2 separate regions of the Triticum aestivum genome follow, and region 2 is linked to region 1. The links are chromatin contacts, called in public Hi-C maps. All regions are on one chromosome and are shown on one strand. Each heading gives the region's core, a stretch centred on a gene start, on an enhancer-like site or on the middle of the called end of the contact. The rest is flanking DNA. Distances are from core to core; before and after follow the strand shown. Region 1 holds the start of LOC123129780. Region 2 holds the start of LOC123131221.

Evidence for each region. Hi-C and Micro-C count contacts between places; a contact is called where the count stands out from the background.
Region 2: a Hi-C map of leaf shows a contact between it and region 1, with 2.1 times the contacts expected there. The contact joins the promoter of LOC123131221 here to the promoter of LOC123129780 in region 1. A contact is called at or near these places in 2 of 5 Hi-C or Micro-C datasets (both in leaf).

What each region holds. Positions count from the first base shown.
Region 1 is chr6A:596,414,349-596,421,474 of IWGSC CS RefSeq v2.1, forward strand. LOC123129780 reads right to left here and starts at 4,923. Exons shown (of 1, transcript XM_044549809.1): 1 at 4,137-4,923. The coding sequence starts at 4,923. The coding sequence ends at 4,369.
Region 2 is chr6A:596,636,404-596,643,148 of IWGSC CS RefSeq v2.1, forward strand. LOC123131221 reads left to right here and starts at 4,140. Exons shown (of 1, transcript XM_044550944.1): 1 at 4,140-4,929. The coding sequence starts at 4,202. The coding sequence ends at 4,708.

The sequences.
Region 1 (7,126 bases), core at 3,673-6,172:
AAAGAAATATATCGGTAACATCTTCCTTATAACATGTCTATTTCTAATGATAAGATATGAACAATAATAACATGTAATGGCGCAATCGTCACCACGGTCTACTTCCACACCTCCTCCACACCGCAGAAGGAACACTGGAAGATCAGAATATGATGGCAGCCTGACAAAGCTATAGCCCACCCAAATAGGAGCAAGATTGGTGCCCAACATCAATTGACCTGTCAGAGAAAGGCAAAAAAGACTAAAGTGATAGCCTGACTATAGATGCTAGAATTATGGATCGAGGAATAACCTGAGTTTTATTGACCCTTGACCCCGACAAAGCGGTAGCAGCAGCAACCACATGACCCTGACAAAGCTCGTCCAGATAGGAGCAACTGACCCTGTCCATAGATCTAGATGTAAGAACACTGCAACCACATGAAGCATAGACCGATAATATCTAATAATCTGTAAATCACACTTGCTATTGTATAATTTTTAAGAGATGCATGTGATCTGATTGAGAAAAACACCTTGTGTGGCCATTCTGCTTGTGTGGCCACCCCGGCTCCTCACTAATGCAAATATTGATTAAACCATAATTGCTATTCAAGATTTGGAAACTCAGATCATGGCACCCTTGCCTCAGTTATTGTTGAAATCATAGGAGCACAGTAAAAAGAAACAATAAATAAAACAACAAATGAACAAAACCACCAACATTCCATGCACAAAGGTGAAAGGACCAACAATCATAGGCCCTACGAGGATGCAGACAAGGAACAAAAGACATATATTTAGACTCCACTAAAAACAAGCAGTGAAGACAGGAAACCACCAACATCCAATGCACAAAGACATAAATACTTTTGGCTTTTACCAGAAAAGATATGACCGACAATCAGAACAGAGGCGAGGCCAAAAATGCATATTGCCATACAATCCTACACCTAGGTATGGAAAGAAGAGGGGAAAGGAGGAGAAGAGGGGTTGATCTGAAGATCCGTGGAAGAGGACGTGCGAGGCTGCTAATAGATGACGTGCACGCACAGATCGAAGGAGGCGCCTACCAGGGGTTTGACCAGAAGGACGAGAATCAGGTAATTGTGGACCAATTTGCATGAAAAAGAAAGCAAAAATCAAAGATTAGCAGCAGCCAATGACCAAGAACAGAACAAAATAGACACATACCTATGGATCCCTGGACGTGCTGGAGAGGAGGCAGGGGCTGGCCGTCGTTGCTCCTTTGGCCGCTCTCCATGGTTTGGGCGGCGCCAGATCGAAGGGGGTGGAAGGAGGAGGACGTGAGGGGAGTTGGTCGGGCGGTGGTGGGGAAGGAGGCAGGGGCGGTGGCGCTAGGGGCGAGAGGAAGAGGAGAAGGAGGCCGGGCGGCGGCATGGATGGAGGCAGGGGCGGCGGCGCTAGGGGAGAGAGGAAGAGGAGAGGAGGCGCGCGGGATGGGAGGGGAACGAGCGAGAGAGGGAGAGGATGCCCTCGGGAGGGGAGAGGAGGAGGTTAGGGTTCACCACGGGAGCCGGCCCTTTTATACCATCTGTGAGCGAAATGACGAAAATGCTCCCGGCAGGGCAGGCTATTTACGCGCGGTGGCACGAAACGGGAGTAACTATTCATTCCAGCAGTAACTTTTTTTTGATCCGATGGCCGAGGTCTTCCACGCGGTCGATCCGACGGCCCAAGATCCATCAAGCAACCAGATCCGACGGCCAGGAACTCCAAATCACTGAGGAGCCGGGAGGGTTACTCGATCCCTTATTTCTCGATTGCCTGCCCGGTCAAGTGTCACCGAACTTGTCCAGGTTCCGTGACTTGGAATAATTCCAGGTGGAGTGACTGTGCAGTGACTCGATTGTGCCCTGGCACTCGGGCAAGAGTGTCCCTGGAGCGAGTGTCGTGTCTGTGGCAAGAGAGACCCACCTTTCTTCGGAAGCGGCAAGTCCAACTATGCCTCCGACCGAGTCCGGCCTCCGACGGAGCTCGGCGCGATCGGTCATCCGTTCTGTTGACCTGCTCGACCGTCGTTGACGCTGACGCTCCAGAGCCTCTTTTGGTCAACAAATGCCCGTCGAATAGTTGACGAGTTTGTTGTGGGTCGTTGTAGTGCCAAAAAGCAACTACGCAGATATTCAACAAGTTCGTTAATTAAACTAGTAGTAGTACTAGTATATTCACTCTCAGCAACTCCACTTGTGAGGTAGCTGTTTCAACGTTTGGAAAGGGCACTAATATTTTTTGCACGATGAGAAATAGGAGCAAACTTTGGTATCGGCTTCCACAACTAACAAGAAGCTCACCCGCAAAAGAAGAAGAAAAAGAAGAAGAAACCCTAACAAGAAGCTGGCCAGCTGCGCGCGCCCACCATTCTCCCAACATCATCTTCTTGTGCAAGTTCAAGAGTTGGAGCCTTGGACCCAGGAAGAACGAAAATATGACGGGAGCAAGCGACAGCGAGACGCCACCGAGGAGCTTATCCAAAATCGAAAGAGAGGCGCGAGTCCACACTCCAGAAACAGAAACAGAAACAAAAGCAGAAAGTTGCTGCGGCAAACAAATCATCCATGGATGGATAACCTAATTCAGTGGCGGCGCCGCTAGCTCTGGGTCGGTACATTGCCTCCGGCGCATGGCTTTTACCGACGGTTTACCGATCAACGGCGGAGCTATGTTGGGGCCGAGGGGGGCCGTGGCCCCCCCAGCTTTGGAGAAAACCCTGAAGAATTTTTTTTAAGGGCTAAGATGAGGTGAAAATTAGCCTTTTGCCCCCCTAGCTCTTTGTTATTTACGTTTCACCCCCAATGGTTTTGGTCTAGCTCCGCCACTGTTACCGATTCTGAACTTTTCTCCCCGGCCGGCCTACCGGTCGCCCTCGCGTCCTACCTGGACACTGGAAAATTGCAGTATGTAGCCATGGATTGCCTGCCCGGGTAGGTGCCACTGAACCTCTCCAGGTTCCGTGCCAGGCAGATCTTCCAGCCCGGGACTGCACTGAACCGATCATATGCCCTGGTGCGCGGGCAAGAGAGTTCCTTCCGGTCGCGTCAGTGGCATTTGTGCGTCCGCGCGCGCGACCGAGCCCGGCGTCTGAAAGTGCTCAGCGCAGGCATGTTGGCGACGCTGACGTTTCATAATTTCTGGCTAGTAGATGGATATTTGACGAGTATTACTCCCTTCGTTTTCATTTAGTTCGCATATTAGCTTTGGTCAAAGTCAAGCTTTGTAAACTTTGACTAAGTTTATAAACAAAAATATTAACATATACAATAAATAATCAATACTACTAGATTCATTATTGAATGTACTTTCACATCATATAGATTTGTTATGATAAATGTTTATATATTTTTTTTTATAAACTTGGTCAAACTTTGCAAAGTTTGACTTCGGTCAAACCTAATATGCAGACTAAATAAAAACAGAGGGAGTACCACCAACTCGTAATAAGATATTCAACTAGTACTTTATTCCACCATGAGCGAGCCCACTTGGTTTGTTTGCTTAGCAGCTACTACATGCCCAACGCATCCAGTGTAGAGTACGTACGCACACACAGACAAACGGTTCTCAACAGAAGATCCAAGTGCTTTGTATGATCAGTAATCGGCTCGTTAAGCAAAAGAAACACCGTATTTGATAGGGAGATGAGATGGGAACCAACTTATGCCAAGCAACTCATTACCGGCGAAGAAACGGAAGTATCGCCTTCCACACTAAACAAGAAGTGTCCACAATCATCTTCTTGCGCAAGTTCAGGAGTTGGAGGGGAATCCCAACCGCTACGCCGTCCGTCCCGCCAACAGTAAAATATCACGAATAGGAACGTAGGAAGAAGAAATATCTCAGTTCATTCATCGATTCGATCTTGAAAATTCTACACAAATCTCGTCAGAACCGCCCCGTGCGTGCTTGGCCTCGCCTGATCCGTTCGGCCGGGGCACGCACGGGTACGGCGTGACGGGAGCAGGCGACGGCGAGACGCCACTGATCTCTTTGCAGAGCTTATCCGAAACCGAAACAGGGGCGAGATGAATCCACACTCCAGAAACAGAAACAGAAGCAGAAAATTGTCGCGGCAAACAAATCATCAAAGGACGGATAAGCCTCCCGTCACGGGTCAAAGATGAGATGCATGCACCATGTGTCTCAATCTGTAACTCAAGTAGTATATCCAAAACCAAGGGCGTTCATTTTACACCACGGAGGGCAGAGGACGAGCTCACTGTATGTACAGATTACAGAAGAGAGGAGGAAGAGGCTCACTCCACCTACTGCTACGGGCTAGCTAAACTGACCAGGCCGGAGTCAAATTCGGTCAAAACTCAAAAGCATCTAACTGTAGTATCTTGCTATGGCATGTCGACGTTGATTTGTTTACTGGCAGTTGTCGCTGGGACGCTCGCCGGCCACGGAGACGGCGGAGAGCCTGCTCGGCCTGGGGCGGAACCCGCCCGCGCGCCTCCGGTGCTGTGCGGCGGGGGACGGCGCGAGCGCTCTGCGGGCACACTGCCCGCTGTCCATGCGCTTCGAGCCCAGACTGCAGGCGCTGCGGACGGACGGCGGGGAGGCGGGCTTGCTGCTCCCGGCGGGGGCCCCCTCCTGCTTGGGCTCCTTGTGGAGGCTGCAACGGAACGAGCCCGGGTGGTTCGTCGAGGAGCACATGCAGGACCGCCGGCTCCTGGTGGATGACGGGGAGGAGACGCTGACGGACTTGCCCGGCGAGCGGGTGGCGCCGTTGGCGAGCTTGACGCGGGTGGGCGAGGCGGAGCGGTAGGTGGGTATGGAGAGCACCGGGCCGCTGGGTCGACTTTGTGGTTGCTGTCGCCATGAGAGAGAGAGAGAGAGATCGAGGAGCGCGAGCAGTTGGAATCGGGTGCGTGGAGGAGATGGAATCGGGAGTAAACCTGAGAGAAGCGGGTTGGGTGCAATTTATAGAGACGAAGACGAGCTTCAGTGGGTGGGGATTACGGGTGGGCGCTGTGGGTGGGTGTGCCGTGGGCCCGGACGGGATTCAAGGCAGGTAGGTCCACCCTCCAATATTCAAAGGAGTCATGCCAGCTTGCTTGGAATATTTTGTGTCAAAAATGCTGGCCAATTTCTTGCACCACAAACCAGTACACTTTTTATATATAAAAAAGACACAAACCAGTGTTCTGACTAGTAGCATGTCGCTATTCTTCATGCTCCAGATTTTTTTTAAGGTACGCAAATTGCGTACCATAGCTTTATATGAGAAACAGCTCAACGTGCCTGCCCGACCCGCCATTGTCTGTCTCCATGCGCTGCATCACTCGCGGGTGCTGGTGATCAGATGGCCTATTGATTAAAGACGGGAGGCGTCCCGGCCCTTTCGTTGTTGTTGGAGAAAGCAGGGCGGGACCAGACACTGCTAAAATTTACTTTCAATCATGTGAGCTCCGTCCTATAGTTGTGGATCTTCAATATACTGCATTTGTCCATATGCTCACATAATTGGAGTACATGTTTTTTTAGCAAGCATATAATTGAAGAGATGGTGATTTTAATTGCAGATTCTTCAGTTGATTGCGAGCATATGATTGTATCCGATTTTGGAGAAATAATAAACACTATATAGCACCATGTGCTCTATATATTCTTTGGTTGATTGTGGAACAAAACATAAAAAGGACTAGCTAGATTAGTGCATTGGTATGGGATTCCACCTGAGATGCGATAAGAATACGGTGCCACATTTGGAAGAATCTCGTTGATATTTTCGAAAGTGAAAGATCTTGTTAATCCTTTTTGGCCTAAGCATGCAATGTAGTATGTGTCAAATCAGGCTAAGCCTGGCCCGGCCCTACGTCGATTGTAGCGTCATCTCCTGAGATATGTTCGTGTCATGTAGAAACATAAACTTTTGCCTTCGGTATTTGAATTTTATTTCTGTACTGGAGCGAGCTAGTTTCCTGAAATGCTTACCAAGTACTTTCTTATATACCTTGGTTGATTGTGGAACAAAACACAAAAGGGACTAGCTAGATTAGAGCATCTCTACTCCTAAAGGGGGAGTTCATTGTCATTTCTTTTCGCTTCTTCCCGTAATACTCCATGCGATCAATCGGTCGAAGTCTCTCTACCCACCGACTTTTACAACGCTAACCTCCCCAATATTTTTTTTCTCTCCTCCTATGTTTTTTCCTGTTGGTCATCTGCCCCTCTCGCACAATCTCATCTCCCCCTACATGAGCGACCGAACCCTATATGGCCGATGCCGACGGCGATCCCACTCGCCTCTATCCCTCCCACTCGCCTCCACCCTGGTCCTATCCCTAAGCTTAAGTTGCTACGCTTCCCCATTGCCCCACCGGCCATGGCTTCCCACCCCCGACTCCACCACCACCAGCACCTCCATCGCCTCCACCTCCACCCCCGTAGTCCCTTCTCTGGCGTCCTCTCTACATCACCGTGTCCTCTACTAAGCCATGGCCCTGGTGGGGGTTGGTGGCACAGTGGTGGACGGGTATGCTGGTGGGGGCCTCGTCGAGGGTGAGGGGGACGCGGACGGGGACGGGGATGTTAGTTGAGCAGGAGGCCTCTTCCTCCTCGCGAAGACCTAGCTCCGCCATCATCTTTTCTACCTTGGACACCGAACTAGGCATGCCATAAACAACCATCTTGGAACCTTAACCCGTGAAAAGAAAACATATGTTATGAAAGGAACCCTAAAACCCCCATTCACCCCCAGGGAAGAATACCAAGGCCGGGCAGTGATACAAGATCATCCCGTGATCGGCCCAAGTCAGCTATCTGGGGAGATCAGAGACAGGGAAGACAAAAAACTCAACGGCGGCGGTAGTCGCCCCGAGAGAAACAAAACCCTAGCTAGAGGGGACAAGTAGCTACCCGTACCTGTAAAAGGCGCTGAAGGCGTTGAATAGGATTTGGGGCTCCCGAGGCACTCCAGGAGTGTCCCAGTTAGCGGTTTCATGCTCTGAATGGAGCGGCCACCGCTCATGCGCGTTTCAGTTGGGCTGGTCGATTACCACTTGCATTTCTGTTTCGGATGAATTCCATGGAAAACTTTCTAGATAAGCATTGAGCTTGACATTCGGTCATGGTCGACGGTCATCTGCAATGAAGCAGCGGGCCGGCCAGAGGATGAAAGGTA
Region 2 (6,745 bases), core at 2,890-5,389, 220 kb after region 1:
CGGCATCACCGAAATGCATTCCACCCATATTTGTTCCGATTCCCTTTCATTTCCGGTCGAATCGATCCCAAATTGCCAGATGGCCAAACCCATGCACTAATCTAGCCCGTCATTTTCAACATTTTGTTCCATTATCAGTCAAGGAATATATTTGGCACATGATACTGCACTGCCACTTCGTATCTGCATTATTTCTTCTCCAAAATCGGGCACAATCGTATCTATGCACGGAATCAACCGATCGAAGAATGTGCAACTATAAGCACGAGCTCTATGATTACATGATTTCTACGAAAAAAATATTGCTGCGGTTAGGGCATCTTTAAGGAAGACCTCCAAATATCTCCCGTATATATGTCCATTTTTACATTCGGACAGTAGTACGGAAGCATGCAATCTGATGCTACCTGTAAACATCCGTTTCAATTTTTCTAGACATTTTTATCAAACATTCGATGTGCGTTTTGTGACACCTCCGGCCGGCCTCTACCAGTGCCGCTCCGACCACTCGGCCGATGTCTGCACCGGCGGCATGCACTCCGCCAAGGCCAGGCTCTCCCTCCTCTGCTCCAAGTCCGCCGGTGGCATCGTGCAGTTGCGGTCCGATTTCGTGTGCCACGGAAACGACTCATTCGTCGGGAGCAGAGGGACGGCACGTCGGCACCCAGTACATGATGTGTACACGAACACGTCTGTGCTCTTCAAGAAGTATGGCGGCGGCACGACCATGAGGAACTCGGCGCTCGGAGGCTTGCCCGGGGACAAAATTGCACTGCTTTCCCCCCTCCCTGCTCCCCGTGCGAGGCAGCCAAGGCGCGCGCGGTCTGCTGCGCCGTCGAGGCTGCGCTATGATGCCGATTGATTCCAGCAGGGTCACTCTTACGCGCGCGCCAGGTTCTTGAATTCATTCCAAGATGGTGGTGGCCACTGGCGAAGCTTGAGGAGAATCAGGGGAGGGGGATATGCAACTTCAAGGGGCCAAATGATTGAACTCTTCAGAACTACACATAGCTCTGCCACTGGTGCTGGCACAGACGTCCAAGGTGGTGCTGGGATCTTCTGGGCGTTGTTCCGTGTTATCTCACACGAGGACGTACGTGTATGTGGCCATCATCAGCCTTCTCTTCGGCACCATGGTGGTCTCCATCTTCCTGGAGCGTGTCGACATGTTCAAGTACCACGACAACCTGCTCCAGTGAAAGAGTTGCGGCCCTAAGGACTCTTCCGCGCACCGTGGATTCTTCCTCATAGGAGTCCGGATCGGCCTCGAACCGGACAGGAGAATCAATGCCAGAGACGGAGCCGCAACCGCCCAGCGACGCCGTGTTGGCTATACTGCAACCGCCGATGTGCCATAGAAAGAGGAGCCCGTAGCCACCCACAACCGCACGAGCCTCAAAAGCTTTCAAGGGGTCACTCTCTGGCCTCTCTGCGAAGTACAGGTGGCCAAGGCTGCACGCCACATCATTTGCTCGTTGGGGCCATGGGTCCAATGGCGAGGGAGGCGAGCCGACGAGGCCTGGACTGTGGAGCTCCACAAGTACTGGGCGTCGTCCCGTTGCCAACATCATGGCGGCGGGCTCGGCCAATGCCTGCAGTGCGCGTACTTTTTACGTGGGGCAGCGACAGTCTTGACGAGTTCGCGAGAAGATCAACTACAGTGTTCTAGTGTCTACATGCATGGAAGATTGCGCGGCAGCAGGAGCGTTGCCGAGCTCTGCGGAGAGAGAGAGAGGAGGGCACATGGTGTGTTTTTGTTGGCTTGCACGATGTCTAGACTCCCGCATATCGCCCCCTAGTTTGTCTCGTGAGTGCTGGAATTTGGACGTCCAAATTGCTCCGCAGAGAGATAAGGGTCCACGGCTGCGTATCTCATATTCGGCACCCTATATCCATACAGAATCATGCAATGTAGTGTGTTGATCACCAAACAACCAAATCGACTGCGATACCAAATAGAAATAATTCACATAATTTACACAGTTCAACGATCAGCACATTCCATTCTAACTAGATACTAAAGCTAGATTATATAAAAGGAGGAAGGGACGAGCTTCACCGTTTCTTCGCCGGCCCTTTGCCCTTCGGGTCGCCGGCGCTGAGGTAGCCGTCCACTGCAGGAGGTGGGTTTACGTCGGAGTTGGACCCATCATTAGAGGAGGAATCGAAGATGATGATGTAGCCTTGCAAGCACCGGACGACGTGATCCTACTTGCGCTTGAGCTTGGCCACCCTCGCCACCTCCGCCGCCTCACGCTAGGTGGCGTTGATCCTCCGAAGCCGCTGGGTGTCCATCTCCGCCGTGGTAAGTGACCGACGGTATACCCACTGAAGGAGTCGGTCCTCCTTGTCGGGCACCGACATCACGCGGTGGCGACGGGCAAACTGCGCAGTCGTGTTGGACGCGCCCCTCATCTCCCTTTGCCCTCTACCTCTCGCGGCGGGCGGCGTGTGCCATCGACTCTGGAGTCTGCATCGGCGGCGCCAATGAAAGTGACCGTGGACAAACGCCAAGCGGAAGTGATGAATGCGCCTGGGCCGTCTCATACCCACCGTATATTTGGGCTGGATATGAGCGATGACGGTTAGCCCATGCGTTTGTCCACGGTTTGAGAACTCCGATTAATTCTTTTTTTTTGGTCGATCAGTGACCGGACAGGCTTGGACGGTTAATACGTGTTTAAAAGATCCGGCTGTAGATGCTCTTATGCGAGTGTAGGAGACAAATGCAGCAATTTGTAGACCCGCGTCTATACGGACAGAGCTCAACCACGATGATGAGCTGTTGCAAATCCAAAACGATTGACAAGGTGTTGCCAGAAACAAAAACAAACAGGAACCCTAGTAGGAGTAGCCCCCGGTGCGCTGCCAGCTGCCCCGCCGGCCGCCATCGTCGTCACCCCTGACCCCTCCCACCATAGCCGTCGCGTGCCGCGTCGCGCGTGCGGCGTTTTCCATAGCGAATCTGTCCTTCATGTGTTTGTGAGTGGCTGGAGTGCTGATCATGCCCACCGAAGCCAGATGCAGAGCAGTACTACTAGTAACAGCGATCGTGCATGCGATCCTTCACGTACACATCACCGGCGGGCTCCATGATACCTTCCTTCGCGCAGAGACTCCATGAACCAACGTACATGGGCGCCAGTAAATAGGTTTGGTGCTGATGGACAATGCCATTAAGGTGACCGATATGCCGCCCATGCCACTGTGTCGAACATTCAGAGGTCCGCCGCATTTCAAGCGGAGCTGAGGCGATCCCACGGCCGGCGGCTGCCGCGTCACGTCGACGAGGTCCTAGTCGTTCCAACCAGACAATCACCGGCCAGGGTCTGAACGTTCGGACATATTGGTTCCTTTTTCCTGGCACCGTCTTTTCAGTGTGCCGGAAACGGTTTAATGCCACAGATGGGCGGCACCTGGGCTACACACAGTTTTAGGAGCCACGCTGCTAGAGTTACATCAATGGCCCTGTTTGGATACTCTAACACAGTTAGTTAGAGTTAGAGTTATTTTTTAACCCACTCTAATCCAAATAAGCACCTCTTCATCGGGATAGTTGGGTTAGATGGAACTAACACATTCTAACCCTTCCTGTTTGGATACTTTGGGTTATTTAAGCCTCCAACTAATCCAAACTAGCTCTAACCCCGTGATCCAAATAGGACCAATGCTTATGCTTCTATACGACGGTTTTTCTAGACAACAAATTATGAATCGTGCGTTTCAACAGAAATAACAGTATGTTCCAATTCGTTGGTGAGGAAATCTTTGGTCATGAGAAATCTTCACTAAATTAGCAGTTGTCAATGGTTTAGTTCGGACGGAGTAATTTTTTGCAATACCTGCATAATAGCACCATGCTACTTAATAAATTGACCAGATTTTGACAAAAGATATTCAAAAAATTTCTTTTTTGAGTAAAAGATATTCAAAAAAAAAAGTTGGCATGAGTCCTATAATATTGGGGGGTGGACCTACCTGCCTTGAACCCAGGACCAAGTCCGGTGTGCTGCTGTCTAGGCCCACAGCTCAGACGCCCACTGCTTTATGCCCGAACCCCTGCTCTCCCCAGAATACCCCTCCACTTCTATATACCTCTATATAGTGCGCCAAACCCGCGGTCCTTTCAGTTCACTCGAACTCCCCCAAACCAGCAGCAAAACCACCACTCCAACGCTTGCACTCCTCGATCTATTCTCTCATGGCGACGGCAACTGCGAGTAGGCCCAGCGGGCCGGTCCTGTCGATTCCCAGCTACTGCTCCGCCTCGCCCACCCGCGTCAACCTGCCCGCCGGTGGCGCCACACGCTCGCCGGGCAAGTCCGTCAGCGTCTCGTCCTCCTCCCCTGCCCCTGCCGGCGCCGCCGCCAGCAAGGGCCGTCGGTCCTGCATGTGCTCCCCGACAAACCACCCGGGCTCTTTCCGGTGCAGCCTCCACAAAGAGCGCAAGCAGGCGGCTCCATCTTGCAACAGCAAGCCCGGCTCCCCGCCGTCCATCGGCAGCGCCGGCTCGAAGCAGAGGGGCAGCGCGCTGGTGCGGCTTGTCCCCATGGAGAGCGGGCACTGGGCACGCAGGGCGCTCGCGCCGTCCTCCGCGGCGCAGCAGTCGCTCCAGCACCGGAGGCGCGTGGGCCGGTCCCGTCCCCGGCCGAGCCGGCTCTCCGCTGTGTCCATGGCCGGCGACCGCGCCGGGGACAACCACCAGTAGACCAACGTCAACATGCCATATAGCAAGATAAAGTAGATGGGGAAAAAATCCCGTAAGAATTCGAGTTTTAGACCAAATTCTCGGTTCCCGCCTGGCCAATTAGCCAGCTCGTAGATTTACATAGTCATAGAGTGAGCCTCTTCGTCCTCTCTGCTCCGCTGTGTACAACTCCCTCTGGTTTTGGATATGCATAATCATGAGTTACAAATTGGAGACACATACATGCATCTAATCTGTCCCGTGGCCGGAGGCCTATCCATTCCGGATCATGGATGATTTGCCGCAACAACTTTCTGCTTTTGTTCCTCTCTCTGGAGTGTGGATGCGTCTCGCCCCTGTTTTGGTTTTGGATAAGCTCCGCAAGAGGTCAGTGGCGTCTCGCCGGCGCTTCCTCCGTCACGCGGGCGGCACCCGTGGCCCCAGCCGGACGGTTCAGGCCAGCAACTTGGAGCACGAGAGCAATCCCCCGATTCCGACGAGGTTTCTGTAGGATTTCATGATCCCAGCGATGAAGGAAGTGAGGCTGCCGCTGAACCAATGTTTTTCTGTGTGTGTATTTTACTGTTGGCGCGACGGACGACCTAGCAGTTGGAAATCCCCGCTCCAACTCTTCAACTTGCGGAAGAAGATGAAGATGTTGGAAGACCGGTGGGCGCGCACAGCTGGCCAGCTTCTTGTCAGTTGTCACCTTTTGGATTGGCGCCATGTAGTACGTTAGTTGGCTCTTGTCTCTCTTTCAAGTGCAGTGCGTGCGGTGCTTCTTTTTCTATACCGACGAAAAATATCAGTGCCTTTTTAGACGAACGAACGGAATACTGACAAAAACTCAAAAACACGAATTAATCATTAGCTATTTTCTGCTCAAAACTGGCTGCTTTTGTATGAACAGCCGGCATATGCGTCGAACAGCCGACAAGCCAAACCCAAGTGGAGTTGCTGAGAGTGGAATACATATAACGAACTCGTTGAATATCTGACGATCCAGTTGGTACGGCACTGCTACTACCCCCAACAAGCTCGTTAAAAATCAGGCGGGCGTTCGCAGATCCAAAGTAGAAGCTCTGGAGCGTCGGCGTCGAAGACGGCCGAGAAGGTCAACAGAACGCATGACCCGTCGGAATAACTCGATCGCGACATGCACCGCCGGAGGCCGAATTCGGTCGCACGCGCGGACGCACAAATGGGCTTGATCGACGCTCTCGAAGGATTCGAAGGAAGGTCGGTCTCTCTTGCCACTGACACGACATGATTGCCCAAGCGCGAGGGCACGATCGAGTCATTGCACAGTCACTCGGGCTGGAGTTATTCTGTGATCTGCCTGACAAGGAACCAGGAGAAGTTCAGTGCCGCTTCAACTAGGCAATCCGCGGTAGAAGTTTCTGCAGATGCTCTGATAAGATTTTGCTGGGAGATCGGGGGCTGGGAATTGACTTAGCAGTGGTGTGCACTGGCATGTCCCCGTCGTGTACTTTTTGACCTGCAACGCCGGTTCTTTGCACTAGTTCTAAGTTCAGAGTGTGCAACATAAATTCAGTTTCCCTCGGGCGCAGGGTGTTGGACTCGGGGGACCGGACAGTTTATTTAGCAAGACATGATGAGTGATGATCTGGAATTGCTAATAGCCTGTAGGCGGGGCGATGTCAACCGTGTGAATTACGGTCCGAACTTCTGACTTTGTGCATCTCGATCAAGGAAAACTGTTTCAGAAGAAGCACTAGGGTAAATGTTTCATGAAAAAAATGTGCAAGATTTCAGATCGGGTTGGACATAGGTATACATAGGGGGTATGCATTGCTCGCTTGATGACAGTGAATCTTTTCTCCTCATAAATTCATTATGTTTCTCCTAAAAGTTTTGCTAGCTCCTCGGGAAGCTAATTAATTATTGTGGCTGATCACGGAGATTACCATGTGTAGTTGGTTAATATCGGGAGGATATGCAAGTTTTGTATACCTGGTCTTTCTAGAAGATTTTTTTTACGGGAAACTTTCTAGATGAAACTGAAATCAGATATCTGCAGGAACGGCGGATGCATGC